2 separate regions of the Capra hircus genome follow, and region 1 is linked to region 2. Evidence: chromatin contacts called from public Hi-C data. All regions are on one chromosome and are shown on one strand. The core of a region is the stretch at or near the end of the contact, and the rest is flanking DNA. Distances in the headings are between cores, read along the strand shown.

Region 1 (5,149 bases), core at 1,142-3,641, 160 kb after region 2:
TTGTAGTCACACGGCTGGCCAGCCTGAGCTTGGGGTAGGGGCTGGGAGGGCGTATCCCTTGCAAGTAGCCCCCAGGGAGCAGAAAGGGAGCCTGAAAAGGGGCAGAGACCATTCCCTCTTCCAGGAGCAGGTTGTGCGGACCAGCAGTCAGAGAAGGTGTGGGCAGGGTCTGGGCCTAAAAGAATGGGGGAGGGTCAGAAAGTGGGCAGATGTGGCGGAAAGGATCAACTTGAACTTGGGAGCTGAATTCAGGTGGAATAGGCTGGGGTCTTCTCCCACCTCTCAAGGACAGTGGGATGTCAGCCTGGCTTTAATGAGCGGGGGCCGTGCAGACAGCGGTGGTGGTAACCAGTGGCTGGGCTAGATACCACTGTATGTGGAGCACGAAGCTGAATACAGCTAGTGCCCCAGAGGAGGGAGCAGCCTGGGCAGCCCCAAAGGCAGCAGCGACTACCCGTAGCACAGATCAGAGAGCTGGCTCCTAAGTCGCCGTGTGACCTTGGGTGAGTCACTTCTCTGGGTCTGGGCCTCCCTGGGATAGAACCAGCCGGACCCTGAGGTCCCTTCCAACTAGAATGGAGTCTCAGTCTGCCTCTTCCCTGCAGTGGGACCCTGAGCCTCAATCTCCCCATCTGCAAAATGGAATCAGCGGCACCAGCTCTCTTCACCTCCTGGGACGGCTGGGGCATGGGGACGTGAACAGGAGTGCTCCGGGGGGTTGTGGGAACCACTGGATGGGGAGGCAGGGGAGGGGCAGGAGACCAGGTGGCAGCCTGGAGCCAGAAGTTGCTTCCACTGGGTGACAGGCCCAGCTCTGTTTTATTCGGCAGGGGTAGGGGATGTTAGCGGGGGTGTCCATGGGCAGAGAGAAGGTGGGGGTGTGTGACCACAGCGGGCTAGTTCTTCAGTGCCAAGGACAGCGCCCGCACTTGGGAGGCCCTGCAGACGTCTGCCGAGCAGAGGCAGCGACCCTCACCTCCAGGATGCCCCGTCTCTTGTCCTCCTTTTCCTCAGGGAGCACGTTTCCGGTGAGGAAGGTGTAGCAGTCCAGGCAGACTCGGTTGGGCCTGTTGGCATCGTACTTAAGCTCCGCCCGGTAGTCCGAGCACCTGGCACACACCACCTGGGAGGACGGGCAGGGAGGGGCTTGGACGCGGTTCCTGCCTTGACCCGGGAGCTAGGGACGTGAGAATCACCAGGGACCAAAGAAAGAACAGGCTTCAGGAGAGAGATGGAGATAGAGTGGGGCCTCCCTGTCCTGTCTGCTGCCTGGGAGGGTTGGTGTCAGGCTCCAGGGCCCCCAGCTGGGGGGCTTGAGATGTGGGCCCCTCTGAAGGAGCTCAGCCTCTCTCCTTGCATGGTCCCCTTTGCGGGGGCAGCTCCTGATCCCGGGGGCTTGACCGGCACTCACCCCTTGCATCTCATCACTTCTCTGAATACTCTCTCTCTTTCCCTTCCGCCATCTCACCTGCCTTCCTGTGGCCCCAGCAAGGAACCAGCCTTGGGACTTTTACCCTCACTTTGCAATGAGGGAGCAGTGACTTGGCAAGGGCCACACCGCTCACAGGTAGCAGCCAGCCCTCCTCACTCGGAACGTGCCTTTACAGTCCTATGGTTGAGCGTTAAGTCATCCAGGTTTTGCAATCCACTCAATCTTAGAGTCAAGCATGTTCTGATATAAAAATGGTGGGCTGGCAGTTTTCGCCAGGAAGATCTGCCATGTGTAGTCTTTGGAGGGGGGCTGTCCCTCAGCCCACCACAGCTGCAAGAAGGCTGCAGCAGAGCAGGCTGGGGTGACCGGGTGAAAGAGGCATGAGAAAACCTGGGGAGAAACACAGGCACGGCAGGATGCAACTTCCAGGAAGACTAGGGTGTCACAGGGAGTCCAGGAAGTGGGACTGGAAATGGGGGCAAGAGAGCGAGCCTAGGAGAAAGGGTAACTCATCAGGGAGCCGGCCTGTGTGCCCAGCACAGCACGTGGCCTGGGAGGAACCGGTAGGAGAGGGCCTGGGCTTGCCCCACCCTCACCAGGATTCCCGTCTGGCAGGCGGGGAGGCAGAAACTGGGCACCCAACCACCGAAAGGATGACTCACAGAGTACAAAGGTTTGCACGGGCACGAGAAACCCCAGAATTGGGCCAAGGGTGTCTCACAAAGCCCTCACACACAGGGCTTCAGCCTTGGGAATATTTAACTAGATTTTTTTTTTTTTTTGAGATTTAATTTTTTTTAAACATTATTAGAAACTTTTTATTTTCTTCTCTCTCCTCTACCAACTTCTTATTTTCAAAACTTTCAAACCTGAAGACAAGTTGAAAGAATAATACAGATACCCCCACCACCAAATTCAGGGATTGTGAACATGTATCGCCATGTTTGATGTCTCCCTCTCTCCCTTTTGGAGAAGGCAATGGCACCCCGCTCCAGCACTCTTGCCTTGAAAATCCCATGGACGGAGGAGCCTGGTAAGCTGCAGTCCAGGGGGTCGCAAAGAGTTGGACACGACTGAGCAACTTCACTTTTCACTTCACTTCACTCTCTCCCTTTCTGTCTCTCTCCCTCGATCTATATTTCCTTCTGAACCATTTAAGTTACAGTCATTGTGCGTCTTGTCACTCTTAAATATGTAGCTTGTAGCTCCTAAGAACAAGGACATTCTTCTCCCTACCCACAATATCATGACCACACTCAGGAAATTTAACATCAATACAGTCTTATTAACTACAAATGCTTCATAAGCAAATATCGCTCAATGGTCCCAGCAATGACGTCTGTATCTGGTTCTGTCTTTTCCCATCCAGGCTTCGATCAAGGATCATCTATTCAGTTCTCAGAATACTTTATTTCTTCCTCATACCCGGAAGGCAGGTACACGGGTGTCACTGTATTGTTCTTTGGGCCTCTCTGTATTTCTTAACTCTTGTAAATAGTTTTTTAGAAACGACTTACAAAGTTACAAGTGCGAGCGGACTCGACTCTCATTTCCTGATGTGACTCACGGAGAAGGGAAGTTCATCCCCAGATCCTGTCTGTTTGGCTCTGGGATGGAATGCACATCTGAACACAGGTGTGTCCCAGTCCTGGAAATTTACTTTTGTTCTCATTGCAGTTTAACACATTTTGGGGACACCTCCCTGACTGGCCCCAACCTGCCCAGCTGGTCTCCTCCTGTTTCCCCCCCGGCACCCCCTGCAAGGTCATTAAAGACTGAGGTCATTAAAGGGCTCCCTGTGTTTGCGGAGTGAATGGAGAGGGTTGTAATGTCAACAGAGAACAGCTCAAGTGCAGCAGGTGCTTAAAAAGCAAAGCAAGATCTGCCTCTGATAACTGGGCCTGAGCCGATAAGACAAAGGAGTGGCCTGGTTCCTTCCTCCATCAGCTGGCGGCTGCGCCTCTGAGTGGTGCTGCCCCCATGACGGAGGAAGGGTAAGGAAAGGAGGCCAAGGAGAGGGAAGGGGTGAAGCTTCCTTTGTTGAGGTCTCCGCCCAGGTGTTATTGATTCCCACTGTACAGGTGAGGAAACAGGCCTGAACGTGGCAGGCAGAGTTAGCCCCAGAATGAGTAGGTGCTGCAGTTAGTGCTGAGGATCCACCAAGCAGAGGGGACAGTTAGCTGAGGTCGGCCAAGAAGAGCGGACAGAGTGGGGCGGGGGCGGGGGCGGGTGTGTGTAGCAGGCCTGGGGCTGATGAGGAGGTGGGTTCAAGGCCTGCAAGGGGCTGAAGGGTCTGACACTAGAGGCTGTTCCCTGGTCCTGGGCCCTGGGGTCTTGGGAAACGGTGGTAAGGAAGCAGGGGAATGAATAGGGTCGGCTCTGGGGAATGTCTTGAGCTGGTGGCTTTAACCGGCCTGGGCCTCAGGTTGCATCTGCAGAAAGGGGATTAGGGGTTGGGGGAGACCTGCTTCACATGTGGACACGTGAGGTCCGAACGAAGTAACGCACATGTCTGGCCGGGTTAGCGCCCAGCGCTTCTGCACTGGCTGAAGCGGGCAGGGTGGGCAGGGCCGGGCTGGCAGATGGGGGCTGGGGGGGGGGGTACTCACGTAGCCACAGGCCCGGCAGTGGTGGCGGCGACGCGTCAGGGCGTTGAAGGGTTCCTGGCAGCGCATGCACATGGTCACCATCTTGTCCCGCACCCACTGGGGTGCCCGGAGGCCCAGCTCCTCGGACTGCAGCTGTGGGGCAGCGGGGTGGGCACCTCAGGACCCCCCTGCCCACTCCCTGGGGCCCTGGGCCCTCTGCCCACCGGCTTGTGGCAGAGAGTCTGCGGGCTATGCTTCCCAGTGTCTCCCACATGAAGGGGACCGAACGGATAAAGACCACACTTGGGGGAGGTCAATCTCTCCACGTCCTGCGTTACAAGTGAGGAAACTGAGGCCCAGAGAGGTCAAGGGACTCAGCAAAGACACCCAGCAGGCCACGGTTCAGAGCTCAGAGCTGAAATAGTCATAGACACTCTCTGTAACTGCCACCCCACCTGCCTTTCACTTGCCCTTGGTCTCGTGTTTTTCAGGCAGTTTCAAAACCCCAACCTGCACCCACACCCACACCCACACACCCCACCCCCCACAGCCAGAGTTATGGCCCTGAAATCCTTTCTGGGAGCAGCTGCACAAAGAGGCTCCCAAAGGACTTTCTTGCTAATGAGGGAGTCTTTGGCACTGAGTTTCTATGAGTAGGGTGATGCTGGGGTGTGGGGCTTCCCCTGATCCCTCCGAATTATTCGTGATGGGTGACATGCCCCCACCCTCCAAGCTACCTAGGTAGAGCCAAGAGAGGGAGTCATTCCTGTGTGAAGCTGGCAGCTCCAAGCGGGGTCGGGGGGTAGAAATACAGAGCCTGAATTTACCTCCTGCTCTTGGGGGTCTCCCTCAGGGCTCTGGACTGCAGCCTTGAAGGTTTCATTCCGTTTCTCAATTTGGTCAATGGCGTCTTGGCAGGCCTGGTGCAGGGTCGGGGTGGGGGTGCAGGGCAAAAGGAGGCGGTTGAGGGGGAGGCAGAAGGGGTTTGCTCATCTGTGAATCCATCCACACGTTCAATAAGCACTGCTAAAAGCCTATCGGGTGTTGGCACAACATTTCAAGCGTCCAGCATCTGATTAAAGGGAGGAGAAACTATTTGGCCACCTGATGCGAAGAGCCAACTCATTGG
Region 2 (5,734 bases), core at 2,588-5,087:
ACTGGAAAAACCATAGCTTTGACTAGATGGACCTTTGTCGGCAAAGTAATGTCTCTGCTTTTGAATATGCTATCTAGGTTGGTGATAACTTTTCTTCCAAGGAGCAAGTGTCTTTTAATTTCATGGCTGAAGTCACCATCTGCAGTGATTTTGGAGCCCATAAAAATAAAGTCTGTCACTGTTTCCCCATCTATTTGCCATGAAGTGATGGGACCAGATGCCATGATCTTAGTTTTCTGAATGTTGAGTTTTAAGCCAGCTTTTTCACTCTCCTCTTTCGCTTTCATCAAGAGGCTTTTTAGTTCCTCTTCACTTTCTGCCATAAGGGTGGTGTCATCTGCATATCTGAGGCTATTGATATTTCTCCCGGCAATCTTGATTCCAGCCTGTGCTTCATCCAGCCTGGAGTTTCTCATGATGTACTCTGAGTATAAGTTAAATAAGCAGGGTGACAATATACAGCCTTGACGTACTCCTTTCGCTGTTTGGAACCAGTCTGTTGTTCCATGTCCAGTTCTAACTGTTTCTTCTTTCTTACCAAGCTAAGAAGGGGCCCTCCTTTTAGAATAATTCCTTTCCTTCCAAAAATGGTGGAAGTGAAGTTGAGGACACTTTTGACCACACTCCTCCAAACTGACGGCAGCCTACTTTTACTGAACACAATTTGTGCCTGGTAGTATTCGAACAATTTGCTCAGCTCTTCTCACCACCCTGTGCGCAGATTTAGATCCAGGCCAGGCCCCAGAAGGGTTTCCCAGGTGGCACTAATGGTAAAGAACTCACCTGCCAATGTGGGAGATGCAAGAGATGTGGGTTCAACTCCTGGGTTGGGAAGATCCCCTGGAGGAGGGCACAGCAGCCCACTCTAGTATTCTAGCCTGGAGAATCCCATGGACAGAGAAGCTTGGCGGGCTACAGTCCCATGGGGTCACAAAAAATAGGACACGACTGAAGTGACTTTATTTTTCTGGGCTCCAAAGTCACTGCAGATGGTGACTGCAGCCATAAAATTAAACGATGTTTCCTCCTTGGAGGGAAAGTTATGACCAACCTAGATAGCATATTGAAAAGCAGAGACATTACTTTGCCAACAAACGTCCGTCTAGTCAAGGCTATGCTTTTTCCAGTGGTCATGCATGGATGTGAGAGTTGGACTGTGAAGAAGGCTGAGTGCTGAAGAATTGATGCTTTTGAACTGTGGTGTTGGAGAAGACTCTTGAGAGTCCCTTGGGCTGCAAGGAGATCCAACCAGTCCATTCTGAAGGAGATCAGCCCTGGGATTTCTTTGGAAGGAATGATGCTAAAGCTGAAACTCTAGTACTTTGGCCACCTCATTGCTAAGAGTTGACTCATTGGAAAAGACTCTGATCTGGGAGGGATTGGGGGCAGGAGGAAAAGGGGACGATAGAGGATGAGATGCTGGATGGCATCACCGACTCGATGGATATGAGTCTGAGTGAACTCCAGGAGTTGGTGATGGACAGGGAGGCCTGGCGTGCTGCGATTCATGGGGTCGCAAAGAGTCGGAGACGACTGAGCGACCGAACTGAACTGAAGGGACTTAGCATGCAGGTCCCAAAATGACCACCAGATGGCAGTCAGCAACAAGCTTTTGCTTAGTGCTGTTTGCCTTCTATACCAGATCCTCTAGGGGTGGCTGATCTGGGACTTAGGGAACCTCAAGCTGATGACTGAGGATTCATAGTGTGTGTCTACGCTCTAGTCTACAGGGGTGTGTGTGTGTGTGTGTGTGTGTGTGTGTGTGTGTAAGTGGTGGAGCAAGAAGCAGAGTTCTCAGAATCAGCTCAACTAAGAGTCACCTGCTGCCTCAGCTACAAGGCTGTGCTCCCGCTTGACACCAAGGGTCCTTGGAAAGTGGTGTGTCCACCTCCACTTCCCAGCCTCCCGTTCTCTCTGGAATCCCTTCCACTCCACCGTAACCACTCTTGCTCTTGTTTTTCAATCTTTATCTGTTGATTTGGCCGAGCCGGGTCTTAGTTGCAGCACGTGGATCTTCAGTCTTCAACGTGGCAAGCGAGATCTCAGTTGAGGCGTGTGGGTCTAGTTCCCTGACCAGGCCCCTTGCAGGGATTCGCAGCTAGTGGATTGCCAGGGAAGTCCCGAGACCACTCCTGTGAAGGTGACCTCCACATTACCCAGTCCTGAGCTTAGCCTTCTCTTGCCAGACCTCTCCATGGCTTTTGACCAGCTGATCCCTCTCTGACCTGCAAACAGGTCCCTCTCTTGCCCTGTGAGACACCAGGGTCACCCCTCTCTGTTCACCACCCACGTCACTGGCCCTTCTTCTCCGTCTCCTTTGCTGGCTCCTCTGAACCTCCCCGACCTGCAAGTATTGGCAAGCTCCTGGGCTCAGCCCTTTGTCCCTTTCTCTCCCCCATCTCAGTCATTCCCGGCTCTCCTTGTCCAGGCCCCTCGTAAGTAGCCTCCATACAGACATCTCTGGTCTGACGTGTCCCTGAAACTTGTACTCGTCGGTCCTGCTGCCTCTGTGCTGTGGGCAGGTGCCTCTACGTGGTTCCCAAAGATCCCTGCCAATTGATATTCACACCCATCACCTCCCCTTGAGTGCGAGCTAGACTAGCAACCCTCTTCTAACCAATCAAACACAGCAGAAGTGATAGGGTGTCATCTCTAAGATTCGGTTACAAAACCGCGATGACCTCAGGGTTGTTCACTCTCTCCGAGGGAAGCCAGCTGCCGCACTGGGAGCATCTGGAGAGGCCAGCATGGTCAGGAAGGACATCGCTAACCAACAGCCCCCAGGGACCTGAATCCTAGCAACAACCTCCTAAGTGAGCTTGGCAGCAGACCCTCCCTTAGCTGAGTCTTGAGGGGGCCATAGCCCTGGCCAGACGCCTCCACTGCAGGTGAGAGCCCCGGAGTCAGAAGACCTGTGCCAGCTGCCCCTGGGTTTCTGATCCATAGAAACTGTAACATAAATGTGTGTTCTCTTAAGCTGCTACATTTGGGGGTAATTTGTTACCAAGCAATTGATTACTAATACATGCACCCAGGTGGCGCTAGTGGTAAAGAACCTGCTGCAAATGCAGGGGACGTTAGAGACTTGGGTTCGATCTCTGGGTCAGGAAGATTTCCTGGAGGAGGGCATGGTGACCCACTCCAGTATTCTTGCTTGGAGAATCCCAAAGACAGAGGAGCCTGGTGGGCTACAGTCCATAGGGTCACAGAGTTGGACAAGACTGCAGTGACTGACTTAGCACACAGGCACACATATCTCAAAACGTGCTGAGGGGCTTCCCTGGTATCTCAGCGACAAAGAATCTGCCTGCCAGCGCAGAAGACATGGGTTCCATCACTGATCTGGGGAGATCCTACATGCCTCAGAGCAGCTAACCATCGAGCCTGTGTCTAGAGCCTGGGAGCTGCAACCTCTGAGCCCATGGGCTGCAACTATGAAGCCTTCACACCCTAGAGTCCATGCTCTGCAAGAAGAGAAGTGAACTCAACAAGAAACCCACACACTGCACCGAGGGAGTAGCCCCCACTCACCACAACTAGAGAAAAGCCCAGCCGCAATGAAGACCCAGCATAACCAAAAATAAATAAAGAGGAGTCACAATCCAGACTGTGGTTTTCCCTCCCAAAGCTGCCTTAACTCCCAGTCTTTGTCACCTCCACCCTTCTAGTTGCTCAGGTCAAGGACCCAGGAATCATCCTTGGGTTCTCTTTCTCTCTCAGCCTTTATCCAACCCCTCAGCAAACCCTCCCAGCCCCACCTTCAGTGTGCACTCAGATCCCACCGCTGCTCCCTACCTCCGCTGGCACCGTCCGGCCCAGGCTGGCACCATCTTTTGCCCAGGTTATTGCAGGAGCAGCATCCTAACTGCCTCCCTGACGCCGCTCTTGCTCCCTCTGCAGTCAGCTGTCCACTCAGCAGGCAGAGGGATCCTGTTGAAACCCAAGGCAGATCACGTTCCTCCCCTACTCTGCTATTCATATCCCACCAGGGCCCCCGCCACACTCGAGGAAAACTCCTAAGCCGTCGTCATAGAGTGTTGAGAGCTGAGTGATCCATTTCCCTGTCATCTGTCCAACCTCCTTCCTCACCACCTTTCTCTCCCTCCCTCTGCTCCAGCTGCCCTGGCTGCCTTGCAGTCCCCCTTACACACCCAGCACATTCCAGCCCCAGGGCCTTTGCACCTGTCTCCTCCTTACTCCAGGTGTCCACTGGCTTGCTTTCTTGTTTCTGTCGGGAGTCTGCTCAAAAGCCATCACAAATGCCTTCCCTACCAACCCATGTGAAGCGGCCCTTCCCCCACCCCCTCCAACCCACTTACCCTGCTTTACTTTAAAAAAAAAAAAAAAAAAAAGATTGCTTTATTGTTTTTGTTTGTTTGCCTCATGACTTGTGGATCTTCGTTCCCCGACCAGGGATTGAACCCTCGCACTCCGCAGTGAAAGCGCAGAGTTGTAATCATTGGACCACCAGGGAGTTCCCTACCCTGCTTTACTTTTTCCTAACACAGACTATCACCTGCCTTACTATATATATTGGGTTTGGTCAAAAGGTTCTTTCGGGTTTTTCCATATGATGTAACAGAAAAACCCAAATGAACTTTTTGACCAGGCCAATAGTTATGTTCCCCCCAAAATGTAAGTGCCATATTTTCTTCATTGCTATTTTCCCAGCACCTAGAACAACGCCCAGCACACAGCAGGTGCTTGGTAAATATTTGTGGGGTCAATGGACCCACCCCCTCAGCAGAAGAGGGTGTTACTTGATTGTCAAATGATGCTTATGGTAGCTGGGCTGGTGAGGGACAGGGCATGGTCGCTCCCTTGACCTCTTCCTACTCCTTTTTCTCTCTTCTCACTCACATCTGGAGACCGTGGCGAAGACTGTGGACAGTCACAGAGTTACAGGTGGGGAAATACCCACAAAGGATATAAGAAGGTCAGCTTCCTGGTCCTTTTCTTCCTCCCCTAATCCTCTGCCTCTACCAGCTGCTGACACGAGAAATACCGCCTCATCTCCCAGCCTTTCGAACAACTCAGGAGGCCCTGGGAAGGGCGGTGCCCTGAGCTCTGCCCCTCACCCCAGTGACAACCTCTGACTTTCCATCTTTGCTTTCTTCACCACGTTCGCTGAGTATCTACTGCATAGAAGGCCCTGAACTAGGAACAGGGGGTGCCCTGAAAAGTAAGTCACAGCCCAAAGGACTGTGGACACATTCCAAAGGACTCCCAACCCACTGAGCGGTGGGGGTCCTTGAGGGGCCATTTGGACCCCCAGTATGATCGGTACTGAGGGGGGAGCACTGGGGGCCGCAGGAGGAGTCCAGACTCTTAGAGGTTGGAGAGTCAGGGAAGTCTTCCTGCAGGAGGAGACATTTAAGCTGGGTCCTGGGAGAAGTCTGATTTAGCCCTGAGAAAGGAGGGGAGGAAATGGAAAGGTGGGAGCCTGAGAAGGTGCAAATCCCCCTGGGACAGTAGAGCTGTGCTCTCTTACGCGGTTTCCACATCAGGGTGAAGGCTTTGCACAGGGGAACAATGGTGTCAAGAGGAAGCAAGAGGTCGGAACTTCCCCAGAGAAAAGAGGGTCTCCCCTTTTCCCACGGCCCCTGCTGGCCGCTCCCAGGGGCGCCTGCTCTTGAGCATAACAACCACGGAATATTTCTGAGCATCTTTCCCACCTCACCGCTGTCACCTGTAAGTCCAACGTCCAACGGAGGACAGACTTCATTCTGTGTTG

What was found. Hi-C and Micro-C count contacts between places; a contact is called where the count stands out from the background.
Region 1: a contact with region 2 is called in a Hi-C map of blood, with 4 times the contacts expected there. The contact joins two enhancer-like sites. A contact is called at or near these places in 3 of 5 Hi-C or Micro-C datasets (all in blood).

The regions. Positions count from the first base shown.
Region 1 is chr23:37,815,495-37,820,643 of ARS1.2, forward strand. FGD2 (FYVE, RhoGEF and PH domain-containing protein 2) reads right to left here. Exons shown (of 16, transcript XM_018039186.1): 12 at 4,848-4,940; 13 at 4,042-4,173; 14 at 977-1,123. Among named protein-coding and RNA genes, the nearest start is that of FGD2, 26 kb to the right of the region's middle. Within about 2 kb of position 2,392, at least 3 of the 5 cell types and tissues checked have an H3K27ac peak or open chromatin away from gene starts, as enhancers often do.
Region 2 is chr23:37,652,159-37,657,892 of ARS1.2, forward strand. No RefSeq gene overlaps it. Among named protein-coding and RNA genes, the nearest start is that of TMEM217, 11 kb to the left of the region's middle. Within about 2 kb of position 3,838, at least 1 of the 5 cell types and tissues checked has an H3K27ac peak or open chromatin away from gene starts, as enhancers often do.